Linked DNA regions of Mus musculus: regions 2, 3 and 4 are each linked to region 1. Evidence: chromatin contacts called from public Hi-C, HiCAR-type and HiChIP or PLAC-seq data. All regions are on one chromosome and are shown on one strand. The core of a region is the stretch at or near the end of the contact, and the rest is flanking DNA. Distances in the headings are between cores, read along the strand shown.

Region 1 (3,430 bases), core at 84-2,583:
GCCTGACACAAATTCAATGAACAGAAAAAGCTCTGGGAAAAAACAAAAAACAAAACAAACAAACAAACAAAAACAGCGATCAGAGTGTAGTGTCATAAAACAAGGAATCATATCTGCTGATTGCAGAATCAGGAACAACAAAATTGCTGTGTTCTCAAAAAAGAATAGAAAAAAAAAATCCCGGTTCAGGACTTTTGTTTATTGCCATCTTGTAAAAGATTTCTTAAGCATTAACTTTTCTCTTCTGACATATAATTTCAGGGGGTCACTAAAGGGTCAAATAAGCAAGAGATACAGGAAAACTCTAATGTACCTCCCCAGGCATATACTAAAATTTAATGTAACTGATGGGTACTAAGCATTTTGCTTGAGTTTCCTGCTAGTGTGAAAGTGCTTGACTTTGGGATGGGGGAAACAAAGTCCGTAGATTTACTTGATAACTCCTTTGGGATAATTTAACCTCTTTGAGTCTCATTAGCTTATCTAAAACGTGGATAATATTCATCTCACAAGATTGTCGGGAAACAAAGATAGCCTGTGTCAACAGTACAGCATAGGGCACTGCTGATCTTCAGCGAATAGTGGACAGTGCCTGTAAATGGCAAGGACAGCAGGCAAAACAGTGCAGACGACACTTTAAAAAGGTGGAAGTGCCAGTGTGTCACTACAGACAGAAGCTCTATGGGTACTTAAGGGAAAGAAGTGTCATACTTGTTAGGAGCTGAGAAGAGGCTTAGGGCGGGGGGGGGCGGGGGGGGGTCAGGGATATCCCTCTTTCCACGTCCCAGGTCCACTCCACCCCACCCGAGTGTCAAAAGGGTCTCCTGCGTCTTCCCTGCCAGATTAGAAGCACAGACCCTGTAGCCCGGCCGGATGTATCCCCAGATCCTTTGGCTGAGATTCTACATCAGGTTATCCACAGGGACCTACGACCCATTCACTCTTTCAGAGCCAAATTCAAGCGGAGCCGGCAAGGTCGGGGGTCTTAGCAACGGACTTCTAAGTTCCCACCCCTCTTCCCTCCACGCGTAGCTCATCAGCCTAGAGGATCTCCGGGGAGGGCACAACACCAAGGCCGGGGACTGCGGCGGAGCTCGGTCAGAGCACATCCCCGCCGTCCCGCTCCCCCCTCCTTACTCCCCACTCCAGCCCTCGAGCCCCTGGAACCCAGCGGCCGGCGTTCGCGTGCTCGCACATCGATTGGCACTGCCTCGCTACTCCGGCTCCAGGCGCGGCGAAATCCGCCCGAGCTCGGCCGAGTCCAGGGAAGCGCGGGGCGGGAACCAAGACAGGCGGGCCAGGGGATTGCCGAGTGCACGGATGAGCGCCGGTGCCGGCTCGCGCTCAGTCTGGCGGGTGGCGGCGCCGGCTGGTTGTGCGGCGCGAGGCCGGAGCCCCGCAGTTGCCGGCCCTGTCGCCTGCGGCTGGCGCGCGCGCTGCGCGTCCCTGCCCCCGGGAAGGCCGGCCCGCTAGGGGCTCGCGCGACCGACGCAGGGCCGGCGGGAGGGAGCGCGCGCGGGCGGCCCCGCCCCTCCCCCTCCGCCGCCGCGGAGCGCGCAGGGAGCAGCCAGGGGCTCGGCGGCGGCGGCGTCTGGCCCCAGCTCCTCCTCCTCCATCTCCTCGCTCCCTCCATCTGCCGTGGGTATGGCCCGTCGCTGGAGCACAAAAGAGTCTCAGCGGCGGGGGTCGGCGTGGCTCTTGCTTTTCCTCGCTGGGGTGTACGGTAAGTGTCCACCTCCCTGCGCCCCTCTGACCGAACAAAGCTGGGGCGACCCCGGGGGCCCCCCGGGCCTCCAGGACGGGCTGTGCTTGGGCGACCCGGGGAGACCTGGGTTGCCGACGGGACAAAGACCCACGCGGGATGGTGCGGGGAGGGTTGTCTGCCCGCGGGGATGCTGGGGTCCTCTGGCCGCCGCCGATCCTTCGGAGCGATGGAGGCGGGCCGGTCCGAGCCAGGGGTCCCTGCGGAGCGACGGCGTGCGGGAAAACTCCCCAGCCCGGCGCGAGGCCCCCGGCGGCTCGCTCCTCTAGCGCTCGCTGCCGGCTGTACAGTCCTCGCGCACAAAGATGTGACCGTGAGACTACGAAGGGGAGGTCGCCTCCGGGACGGTCCTGTCCCAGATCCTTCCCGAGGCAGGAAGTTCTCTTCTCAGTGAAATTGCTGTCGTGCCCATCTCTCTTAGTCCCCATTCCCTCCAAAAGCACCCCGATTGCTTCCTTCCCACCCCTCCACCTCTGCGCCTGGGGCTCTGTGGGTCTCGGGCGTGTAGGATCTCGTTCCCCAGTAGCTGCACTGGAGAGAAGGCCAGAAAATAGTTTCCAGCCCCACCTCAGTCTTTCTCTATTGGGACGTACAAGTCTGCCTTGACTCCCAGTTCACTTATCATTTCATCTGTGCCCTCTGATGCTGTTGTGACTCTTGCCTCATTCCGGTCTGCGATCTGGTTAGGGACACTACTTTACGGATTGCAGTCTGATTGTGTGTCACGACCGTGCTTTGTATGAACTAGAACTAAAGGAAATTAAGAGGACTGCTCACCACTGAGACCTCAGCTTGGGCTCTGACTTCACCATTCTTAGTTCTCATGAGTTAACTCCTTGAATGGATATTGCAGAGAACACAATTAACATTTCCATTTTGGAGTAATGGTTTGATTTCTCCAGAAAAACAAACAGAAGCTACGGGGGGGGGGGCGGGTATTTTTACTTATAAAAAGTCCACTTCATTTGCCACAAATACTAATTCAGTAGTATAGTGGCGGTGGTTTCTGTAGCATATAATTCCCCAGCATATGGTAGCACCTCTTTTGAAAGTATTTGTCTTTAATCCCAGCACTTGGGAGGCAGAGGCAGAGGCAGGCGGATTTCTGAGTTCGAGGCCAGCCTGGTCTACAGAGTGAGTTCTGGGACAGCCAGCCAGGGCTATACAGAGAAACCCTATCTCGAAAGTATTTATCTGTGGAATTAAATATGATGGTAACTTTCAAACCTTGAGAATTCTCATTATATGAAAAATATAATGAATGTAAATTGGCATTTCATGATGGCTAAGAAATAGTAATATTTTCAGTGTAGTTCACACGTGGTGTGTTATTTTGTTCTGATCAGGTGATGGGCTTATCCACATTTGATGTAGTAACTGTCAGTGATGTGTTTGTGTGGGACCTGACTGTTCACCGTTAGTGCCATCCCTGCTTGGCTGATGACCTGTGGGTTTGGGTCTACACCAGAGATCAATAAGCTATTATGTTGTTTGTTTTCTAGCCTGGAGGTGAGTAAGTCCTGCTCTAGGTTTGGTATAATGGCCCAGGAGAAAGGAGAGTGAGAGGACTCTTTAATCTAGGGTGATTAGGAATGTCCAGTTGTGTATGCTCTGCACTGTTATCAGAATTGAGTTTATGTGATGTCTGATCAGACTAAATAAATAAGT
Region 2 (3,318 bases), core at 462-2,961, 1.0 Mb after region 1:
TCTCCACTATAACACATTCTGTGTCTCAAATATGGAGAGAAGGATTAGGAGACAGACATCTGGACCTTCTCTAGAACACTCAACCTCGTGAACATGGTTCTGTGGACCCCAAACTGCCTTGCACTCTGTCAATGATGACTGGGTCTCCTGAAAGTCAGCTGATGCACAAAGTAGACAATACAAGACCCTTCCATCTCCCTTCCCCAGCTAGCCTTTGGGCTCCATTAGCATTCCACTTAATGAGGTCATTGTGTTGTGGGCCCAGCTATCATGTTTGTCCCTCCTTCCCATTGTTCTTTGTATCGCAGTCTATAAGAGGAGGCCCATCTGTCTGTTCCTTTGGATATTATTTTATTTCCACTATATGTTTAAGAAACCTGAGATTCTGAAAGATTGACTCTACAAGTCTCCTCGGGTAATGAACTTTGGAGACAAATTTGAAACTGGTTTGCTGATCAAAGCCACTGAAAGCAACTTAATGATGTGAAAAGGAATTCCATCGCAAAATTCTTGCAAACGATAAGCTTTGTTACACAGTGAAATGGAATAAAATTGGTCACCTCGGGGTTTAGCTAGTTTTCATTCTTCCCCATGGCATTGTATGCTATTTAAGGTCCATGTACATGTTTACAATGTCTTTGCTGTAACGGAAAAACTTGATCCTTGTCTTCATCTACACAAAACAATGCTTTTGTGATCTATCAACTCAGAAAAAGAAAGTGCTTTGGGAAATAAACTACCATGTAAGGGACTGATCAGAAGAAAAAACAAAAAGAATACCATCACTAGGTAGGAAACTGTGCCCTCGGGATGCAGGAGGCCAGAGCTGGGACAGGTGGGATCAGTGGGTTCTGAACCTTCAAGTAAATGGTGGACTTCAGGGAAGATGAGGAAATTGGAGGAGGAAGGAGAGGAGGAGAGGAAGAGGAAGAAGAAGGAGAGGAGGAGAAGAGGAGGAGGAGGAAGAGACTGCAGAGTCTCCAATTGCTCAGAGCTTTCATTCTGGGCTGCAGCCCTCACTCCCCCAGCCCTACCCCATGGAGGAGCCAGGCACAGCAGGAGAACCTCTGGGAAGTAAGGGATCAAAGGATGCCAGCCTGGTCCAGGACCGCATCCAGCCTTCTTTCAAACAGCAAGCTTTCTGGTGATGCTGGTATGATATTTTACAAGAGTCACCCTTGAAGACCCTTGCACTGACCAGCTGATTAGAGGGTATGAGGTACAATGCCAATTTTGTTTCCTTCCGCTGGCTTTGCTGCCTAACACAAGGAGACTTTTGGACAAAGCTGTGTACCTGAACCAACACACATTTCCTCCAGAGGGCAACTCTCTAGGACTCGTTTCTATAAGTTAAATAAAACTCAACAGCCCACAAGGAAAGGATTAAAATGGCATTTGCAGTAAGTTTTTACATTGAGTGGTGGAAAACCTCGATTCCCGAGGTCCCGAGGTCTTCCTTCCCTGGACACAGTGCTGGTGGTCCCGATTTGTAAGTTCCACCCCTGTTCTCCATCCCCAGTTGATGTTGTAGTTTTGACCCTACCTCTGTGGCCCAGAGGCCATTCTGTTTCTGGGTCAGAGGGCCTGAGCTGAGGTTCTGTGAGTTGGGACATTGGGTCCCACAGTTCATCTTCTTCTCTGGGTTGGCTATTCCACCCGGGGCTGCAGGTCGGAGCACCCCGTTAGAGGACAGTCCGTCTTCCAGCACACCTGGGGAGGCAAGGAGAGAATGGCACCAGAGGCTTGCAAATGGCAGCTGTTACAAGCAATCCCAAGGTGGCAAAGAAAGGGCAGCTAATAGCAAAAGGTGGCCTCAAGTTCCACCTGGTAAAGCTATCTTTTCCTGTAAGAATACGTGTGTTTTTACGTTAAAAATAAGATTTAAAAATAGCTTTGTAGCTTGAAGTTTTCACTTAACACATTGATGGCAACTTTTCCACATTATTAAACACTCGGCCATGTTATTTTTTACACGTCTGCTGGTCGTACGAACAAGCAATCATTTAACCAATGCCCTCTAACTGGATATTTGTTTCCACGTTCTAATGCTAGATGTTACTGGAATAACATTCCTTTTGATTAATAATTTTATTCCTAGTGGTTCTCTGGGATAAATTCCTAGAAGTAAGGTCACTCTCTTGACGGTTACACAAAGATAATTTTTCCTAGTCTCCACCTATTGGACTGAGCAAGTGTGTCTCCCACAACAAATGCCAAGAAACACAGAACTTCAAATAAATGACCTCACTAAAAAGCAAAAGGAGGACAAGATGGGAATTCAGGACACACAACAAGTACCTGATTTGTAGGAGAAAAAGGCCCAGGGATCAAAGAAGGGATCTGCCAAATGAGCGGAGAGAAGCCAGCCAGATGCCACAGGAGTTACGGGCATGAGGGAACAGCCAGAGAGGCCATCCCTTTTCCTCCACCAGCCTAGTCTAGATGGCCGTCCACCATCTGGGACTTGGCTCACAACAGGAAGCTGTACCCAGGGGCCTTGAATTTCACTTGTATGACTCAAATTCAAAAATAAAATGACTAAGAGTGTCAAGACAGTGTTCACTGAGCTTTGAATTTGAGCCAGGCCCTTTCTGAGCCCAGGAGGTCCTGGGCTCATGACTGCAGCTGATTTGCTGAAAGTGACCAGCCAGTCTTTTGTATAGGCTACACTTCTGGGTAACAGAGGGAAATGTAGTTTACTTTGTCCTTTTTCTGTATTTTCACATTTTGGTAAGAAATACAAGCTAGATTCACACAACAGAAACACGGGGTTTGTGGCTGACCTTTTGGGGTACCCTCTTAAGCAATCTAGAAAGGTTACATATGGCAACGATCCCTGGCTGGCCTCATTTTTTTAGCTTGCTATCAGAACATCTCAGCTTATAGGCCAGGCTCGGTAGGCTAGTCGGTAAGCACTTAGCTGATTGTGTGAGTCATAAGTTAAGAATGTAACCAACATGGCTAAAGAGAGGATTGTGAGGAAGAGACAGCTGGTGCTAGGCCATAAATAATGCTTACCCTGTCTGTGTCAGACATCGTTAGAGCCTTTGTGCATGTTGCCCCTTTAACCCTCACAGGAGCCCTGTGAACTAGGAACCATGATCCATGCTCAGTGACTAAAGTAGCCCCTGCATTGATGCTGGGTGCCATCTGCTTATCTGTTGCTTACCACTCTCTTCCTACTCCAGCCTGGGGTGGGGGACTTGCCCTTACTGTAAAGGAGGAGACATTGAAGTCTAATTCTAGACCTGTGCTTTTCTGAGGCTTGGGGTACAAGCAAGTGCTTCCTCCTAGTAAAACTCCCAAGCAGGCTGCTCT
Region 3 (3,279 bases), core at 767-3,266, 1.0 Mb before region 1:
AAGAACTATAGGCAATTAGTGATTGTTAAGAGAGGAAAAATTACCCTCCTCCCAGGTATAAGCTTCCTAACTGGTTATCTAATACAAGCCACTTAAACAGACTTCACAGGTTGCATTTATATAGCTACACACACACACACACACACACACACACACACACACACAGAGGCCATCAATGAGAAGGAATGAGGGGTGATATGGGAGTGCTAGAGGGAAGGGGCTGGAGGAAAGATGGGGAAGGGGCTAAGTGTTATAATATAATTAAAATGTATTTAATAAAAATAAGATGTCTAGAGTTCATAGCACACCAACAGTTAAAGAAGTTTATGATTATATTAGTGACAACAGTAGTGAAAATGATTGTATGATTCAGTAAAATGAAATGTGCTGACAGTTGGAAGATCTGTATTCAGAAACAAATCAGTACTTTCAGATAACCAATACATATAATCATAACCAATGCAAATAACCAATAACAGCAGTTGGGAAATTTTAATAGATTCTGATGCCGTGGAGAGCAAATGTTACTGATACAGTTTCAGGATCTTCCAGCCTATGAGAAAGTTCCACGTGTCAGTTCTGCTCATGAGTATGACTAGCCCCAGTGATAAAGACAACTACCAAAATGGTCCCTCTCCGTTGTCTACTTATGTGTGGCCAAGTTTTCTGCATCTAAATTAAACAAGCCACGTTGATTTTCAATGAGAAAGCTCTCCATCCAAGTCTTGTGTTTACTTTTGCAAGCTAACTTGCCAATAATACCTGCTTTAAAAAAAAACTATCTACTCATCATAATTATAAACTATAGAAAAATAAAATCCAACAAAATTATAACAAACAGCACAATAAAGTAAAAATAGTAAGCTGAGTTAGGATGATTATATTGTTGTTACCTGTTTAATTTTAAAATTTTAGAAAATCTTGACAAAATTACTTTATTTCTCTCTGCTTCCAATTTTTTTCTTTCATAAGTGATTGTTTAGGATTCCAATGAGGTGGTTGGTGACATGTAAGATGGTTTTGTGAACATTAAGAGATACTATCACAGTAAATGTTCATTTTTTTAATAAATGATAAAATGCTTAGGTGATAATCTCTTGGAAAACACCAGTGTTTGTTCATGTAGCTACTTTATAGCCAGTACCTTACATAATCCCTGACACACAGTAGGCATCTACAAACATTTATGTGGCACTCTGTGTGGCAAATAGAGGAATTTATAATGCCATGCCTTAGATTGTTTCTATTGATAAAACAAAATTTGGTTTTGATGACTTCATCTCCATATATACCAAAGGGAAGTTAATGGTTTATTTGAGAATATTTAATTTTTCTGTGTGATTATTACTTTATCTCTCAGTAGACCATAAACTCCATGAAAACACTGACAATGAATCGGTTCTCCATTCCATTCACAATGATAGTACTGGACGAATCTGTGCAATAAAGCAAATGAGTTTTAAAGAAGAATAATAAAATATATACACACCAACAACACTATGCTTCTCATGCCAATAATATGTTGACATGCAGGCCACCAGGCACCTTGTCCTACACCCTAAATTAGCACTGATCCTGACAGCAACAAAGTGTTCATTATCCACATGCCTCAAATGCTGATGAGAGATAACCGGACAGTCTTCCAGGACCGGCTCCCACTGCAGATGGCGTTTAGGAACCCAAATGACTCTGTAATCATGCACTGGTCTTCTGAGATGGAATTCTAGGCCCACCAAACTCTAGACAGCCTCCAGAATAATAGCACAAAGAGGGAGAGCCTGCAAAATATTTCAGGGGAGCGAAAATGAAGAAATAAATGTGTGCCAGCATTCCTTCTTAAGGGGACGCTTTAAATATATGAATATATGGAGAAATCCTTATCTGGTTGCCCTCCTAGGCTGGGACCAGAAAGTTAATGATAAATGCTAATTTTTCTTTTGAAAAGGTTTTCTTGGACCAGCTTTGCAGGCAGTGTTGGGCCCAGTGTCATGGAGACAAAACAGAAACGCTGTCTTTGAACACTGGGGCTGCTTCTGCTCTGCCAGCTTAGACTGCTAAGGCAGAAGAAAACAGAACAGCCGGCGCTAAGAAAGTTTAATACCTTGGAGCTGATATAGAAGGTATTATTTTGTCTTTCTGACATGCCCGGTACTATTTTTACCCAGGTTGCTGTGGGGTTAGGTTGGGACGTTAGAAAGAAATGGTGATTTATTTTAAACACTTTTCGGTTGATACAGCTCCTGTCCTGCTGCTATTCACTGTTTCTAATGTAAAAGTGACCCCCCTCCCTCTCCCTTTCCTTCAAAATGAACAACCATCAGAATCTCCGTGAAAGGACCCCCTGGAGCGAGGTCTGGGTGCTTCCTTGCTCCTGTTTCAGCTGGTCTGTGGGGCTCCTTCCTGCCCACCCCTGTGCTCAGACTCACAACCTCCTCCATCCTACGTGTTGTTTCTCATTTAAATGAACTGTTGGGTTCTTTTATTTCATACAAGTACTGGATTCGCCTTATCGCCCTCATTCCTTTGGGGGTTGCCAATTGGTTTTATCCGCGGATGTATCGTTTCTCATGCTTCCTTTTTTTTTCCTTACAAAGAGAAAGAACCTCTCCGTCAACAAGCCTCTCCGGAGTGGAAGATTAAAAACCTAGACATCACCTACCTTGCAGCGCTACTCCCAACTGGGTTGTGTAAAACTCAATTAAACGTGTCCCCATTGAATACTGCATTACAGTACATTAAACAGAAAATTCTTCAAGCGTGATGACAAAGCTTGAAGCCTCGGCTCAAAGCTGCTCCTTGCAGCTTGCTTTTACATTGCAGTCTTTATGGCACAAGTCTCTTGTTGATAAAACTTTAGTCCAGCCTTGAAATAATATCCTAGAGCCCCGCGGGGAATGTGAGAAAAGGGGATGGTAAAGTTGGTCTCAGCACTTTCCTGAGCCTCTATGGAATCTATACTGCCAACAGACCAGAAGATACAGTGGGACAATTGGAGCGACACGTCCTTTATTTGAGGCAGGTGAAATTCACAGATTCTGGCCTCTGTCAGGAATGTTATAGTACCCAGAATGCATATTGCAGAGACATATGGGTCCTTTGGGTGAGAGATTTATACAGACAGTATTCACAGTCCCTCCTACAAAAGCCCGGGGAACGATTCCAGGCCCATGGCAAGCCTTGCAGCTGTGCTATGGAACACAAATGGCTCTCTTCTCTTTTTATCCCTTGTCCCCTATCACTACATTTATTTATAATCCACGTTACCAATAAGCAAAACTT
Region 4 (3,031 bases), core at 179-2,678, 1.0 Mb before region 1:
TGCTAACTCATACTTTTTTTTTTTTTTTTTTTTTACCCTAACGGTAGACTTGGTTGAATGGATAGTAATCAGGGGTATTACAGTTGTCTTAACACACACAGACAGTCTAGGTGTTTCCCCATAAAAATTCCACCAAGAAGCCACTGGAACACTGTACCATGGAAGGCTATGAAAACAAGTGTCTAGAGAGGGTACGTGATTGGCGTTGAATTCATGTAGAGCCTTTACAATGATACCATGCTCTCACATATAAAAGAATCAGTAGTAAGGGGAAATGAGGGCTATTTAATAGTATTTCATTATTTTGATTGGCATTTTGACTTAGTACAGAGACCTAGTGAGTGAGTTATTTAGAAATACCTGCATGAAAATAAACTTTGAAACTGAGATGATTGAAACAAACACCATACAGAAGAAACTAAAAGTTTAGCTTTGAATATTCCGATTAGTTCTCTCATATTTTTCATAGAAAAGTAGCCATGCCTCCTACTCCATGGAAAGAAGAGAGTACTTAGGTGGTGGGTTTTAGTAGCATTGGAGCATGCACACTTCTCCAGCAGTGTACTCTTTAACTCCAGTGTGGGGCTGTTGAGTGTGTTGCCTCTGGAGATAAGGAAATGAGAATTATCTGGGGTCTGTTGAGAATAATGGCGACAAACAGATGACCAACAAACCTGGCCTTTCACTGTCTGGATGACCTAATTACTTTCTGGAAGGACATGGGATAGTTGAGGCAGGAAAAACACATCAGATTAGGAATGTTAATGTCAAAAACTGTCTTATCTTTTCTTTTGGCTAAATAGAACGATTCCAGCTTGTCAAATAGCTGTAAGTGACAAAAATGTGACTTTTAAATACTTATTTTATGGATGCTTAGAAAATAAAAGCTTTATAGTTATATTTATTCTTGGCATTAGCTATATTTAACAGTATTTTAAGTAAGTCTGAGTCATCAATAGTAACAGGATGAAGCCTATTTTTATTCTTTAACAAACACTACTAAAATTTTCCCAGTTAAACCACTTTTATAAAATGCTATACATACAAAATTTATATTTTATTTAATGATATGCTCTGAGATAGTTGGGTCCTGTGGTAATGGTATTGACACAGAATTCACAAGTAGTGTGTGTATGTGTGTGTTTGGCAGGAAAACAAATAAGGAAAACAGAAATGTCGGCAGGAACCTATATTTTTTCCTTAGTGAAAGCTCAAAAGACTTTGGCACTGATGGTCCATATGTTCAGGTACCTGGACACTGCCACAGGCAACCCCGTGCTGTGGCAACAGCTCCAAGGCTGTATTTAAGTTACTAGTTTTTATGACGCTACTGGCTCATGTCCAGCTAGTTCTTTTAGGCTTCCAGCATAGCATAGGAATGCTAGTGAGAGTCATAGTGAGTCACTGTTTCTATATTGCTCAAAAGTCATGTTTTCACTGGTGTTACTGTACTGGCAGAAGAAGTCTGGAGCTAGCCGCCACTTCCTAGCTGCTTATACAAGGAAGGGAAGTCAGAAGACAGAAGCAGACTGAAAATAGAGTCTGGGCAACTGGATCAAGCTGTTCCTAAACTCCAGGATATTCCTGTAGTCTCAGCTATACAAGAAGATTGTACCCTCTATTCTCCACAAAAATGCACTATACATACACCATACACACATATACTGCATGGACATATATATACCACACACACACAGACATAGACAGAGACAGAAAGACAGATGGACCGAGGGACAGAGACAGAGACAGAGACAGAGAGACAGACAAACACAGAAACAGAGACAGACACAGAGACAGAGACTGACAGAGACAGAAACAGGCAGAGAGACAGATAGACAGATGGACAGAGACAAACACAGAGACAGACTGAGAGATAGAAACAGACAGAGAGATAGATAGATACAGGGACAGAGACAGACAGAGACAGACAAAGAAAGACAAAAACAGAGAGATAGATAGACAGAGGGACCGAGACACACAGAGGTCAGAACCTATAAAACCACAAGACTTATTTCTATATTTTTCTACGACTCACAGAAACTCAGGATACTCTGCCCCCTCCAGTGTCAATCTGAGTACTCAAAATTACCTTCAATCCTTTCTGAAGCCTTGGGAGAGACCTGGGTAGCCTGATGTGGTTTCCCAAAGTTTGTTACTCAGGAAAGCACTGTTATGGCACTAACTGCAGGAGAACTAAAATACATTTTCAATGACTGCAGTAATCGGCCAAGCATTACTGCCAACATACATGGTGAGTTTTCAAGACTAATTATAACATGCAGCAAGTATTTGGTCATTGGCTCTTCTTTAATTTTAGGATCCTACAGCATATTTGGGGAGAAATATTATACTTTAAGATATATTCTTTATGAATTTAGGGTATCATGATCTGATTGTTTTGAAGGAACTTATGATGAAATGGTTGGATAGAGAAAGGTAGGATCATATTGCACAAAGAACACAGGGTTTGGAGTAGCAAGGACCTGGATTAAAGTTTGCCTCTATTTGTTAGGTTGTATGACTGCAGAACATTATTTGGTCTCTCCCAATCTCATGCAGAAAGTGGAGAAAACATGAAATGTCTTAAGGCTTCTTATAGAGAGGATAGCTTTTAGTGTGTAGAAATAAACCTTATGCTAAATGAACGTTTATCAGCTTCATGACCACAATCCACAACTTACCTAACTAGTTCTCTTACCTATCTTTTGTAAAACAGAGACACATATCTGGTATGTCACAGAGGATGAGAGGAAATGATGCACTAAAGGGTTCATTGCAGGTCAAGTATAAGTCTTATAAATTCAACACTGGTGAGTAGCCTTCAACAGCCAGAAAGAAAAAAGGAACAGCAATTCATGATATTCATTATTTGAAAACCTTCTATGTGATATGCCTATTGCAGTGATTTGCAGCAAGTCATCTATCCAACCCATCAATTAATATCTCTTCCCTTCCTTCCTTCCTTCCTTCCTTCCTTCCTTCCTTCCTTCCTTCCTTCCTCCCTTTTTTCCTTCCTTCCTTCCACTTTGTT

The links. Hi-C and Micro-C count contacts between places; a contact is called where the count stands out from the background. HiCAR-type assays count read pairs that join an accessible place to other places. HiChIP or PLAC-seq counts read pairs in DNA pulled down with a chosen protein or histone mark.
Region 2: a Hi-C map of muscle stem cells shows a contact between it and region 1, with 4 times the contacts expected there. The contact joins the promoter of Baalc here to the promoter of Lrp12 in region 1. A contact is called at or near these places in 6 of 39 promoter capture datasets (the 3T3-L1 cell line, 3T3-L1-derived adipocytes, hippocampal neurons and 2 more), 1 of 484 Hi-C or Micro-C datasets (muscle stem cells), 1 of 115 datasets of contacts at active chromatin or transcription factors (embryonic stem cells) and 1 of 9 other capture datasets (embryonic stem cells).
Region 3: a HiCAR-type map of astrocytes shows a contact between it and region 1, with 3 times the contacts expected there. The contact joins the enhancer-like site here to the promoter of Lrp12 in region 1. A contact is called at or near these places in 3 of 39 promoter capture datasets (the 3T3-L1 cell line, cranial neural crest and liver) and 2 of 115 datasets of contacts at active chromatin or transcription factors (astrocytes and embryonic forebrain).
Region 4: a contact with region 1 is called in an H3K4me3 HiChIP or PLAC-seq map of bone marrow-derived macrophages, with 2.9 times the contacts expected there. The contact joins the enhancer-like site here to the promoter of Lrp12 in region 1. A contact is called at or near these places in 3 of 39 promoter capture datasets (the 3T3-L1 cell line, hippocampal neurons and liver) and 1 of 115 datasets of contacts at active chromatin or transcription factors (bone marrow-derived macrophages).

Annotation. Positions count from the first base shown.
Region 1 is chr15:39,941,897-39,945,326 of GRCm38.p6, reverse strand. It overlaps Lrp12 (low density lipoprotein-related protein 12), which reads left to right and starts at 1,333. Exons shown (of 7, transcript NM_172814.4): 1 at 1,333-1,723. The coding sequence starts at 1,645.
Region 2 is chr15:38,932,302-38,935,619 of GRCm38.p6, reverse strand. Baalc (brain and acute leukemia, cytoplasmic) reads right to left here and starts at 1,711. Exons shown (of 2, transcript NM_080640.6): 1 at 1,544-1,711. The coding sequence starts at 1,711.
Region 3 is chr15:40,978,163-40,981,441 of GRCm38.p6, reverse strand. All of the region lies in intron 5 of Zfpm2 (zinc finger protein, multitype 2), which reads right to left. Among named protein-coding and RNA genes, the nearest start is that of Gm46502, 190 kb to the left of the region's middle. Within about 2 kb of position 2,016, at least 50 of the 459 cell types and tissues checked have an H3K27ac peak or open chromatin away from gene starts, as enhancers often do. A contact at or near this core is called in astrocytes, where this site is marked.
Region 4 is chr15:40,956,723-40,959,753 of GRCm38.p6, reverse strand. The region is part of intron 5 of Zfpm2 (zinc finger protein, multitype 2); the gene reads right to left. Among named protein-coding and RNA genes, the nearest start is that of Gm46502, 220 kb to the left of the region's middle. Within about 2 kb of position 1,428, at least 55 of the 459 cell types and tissues checked have an H3K27ac peak or open chromatin away from gene starts, as enhancers often do. A contact at or near this core is called in bone marrow-derived macrophages, where this site is marked.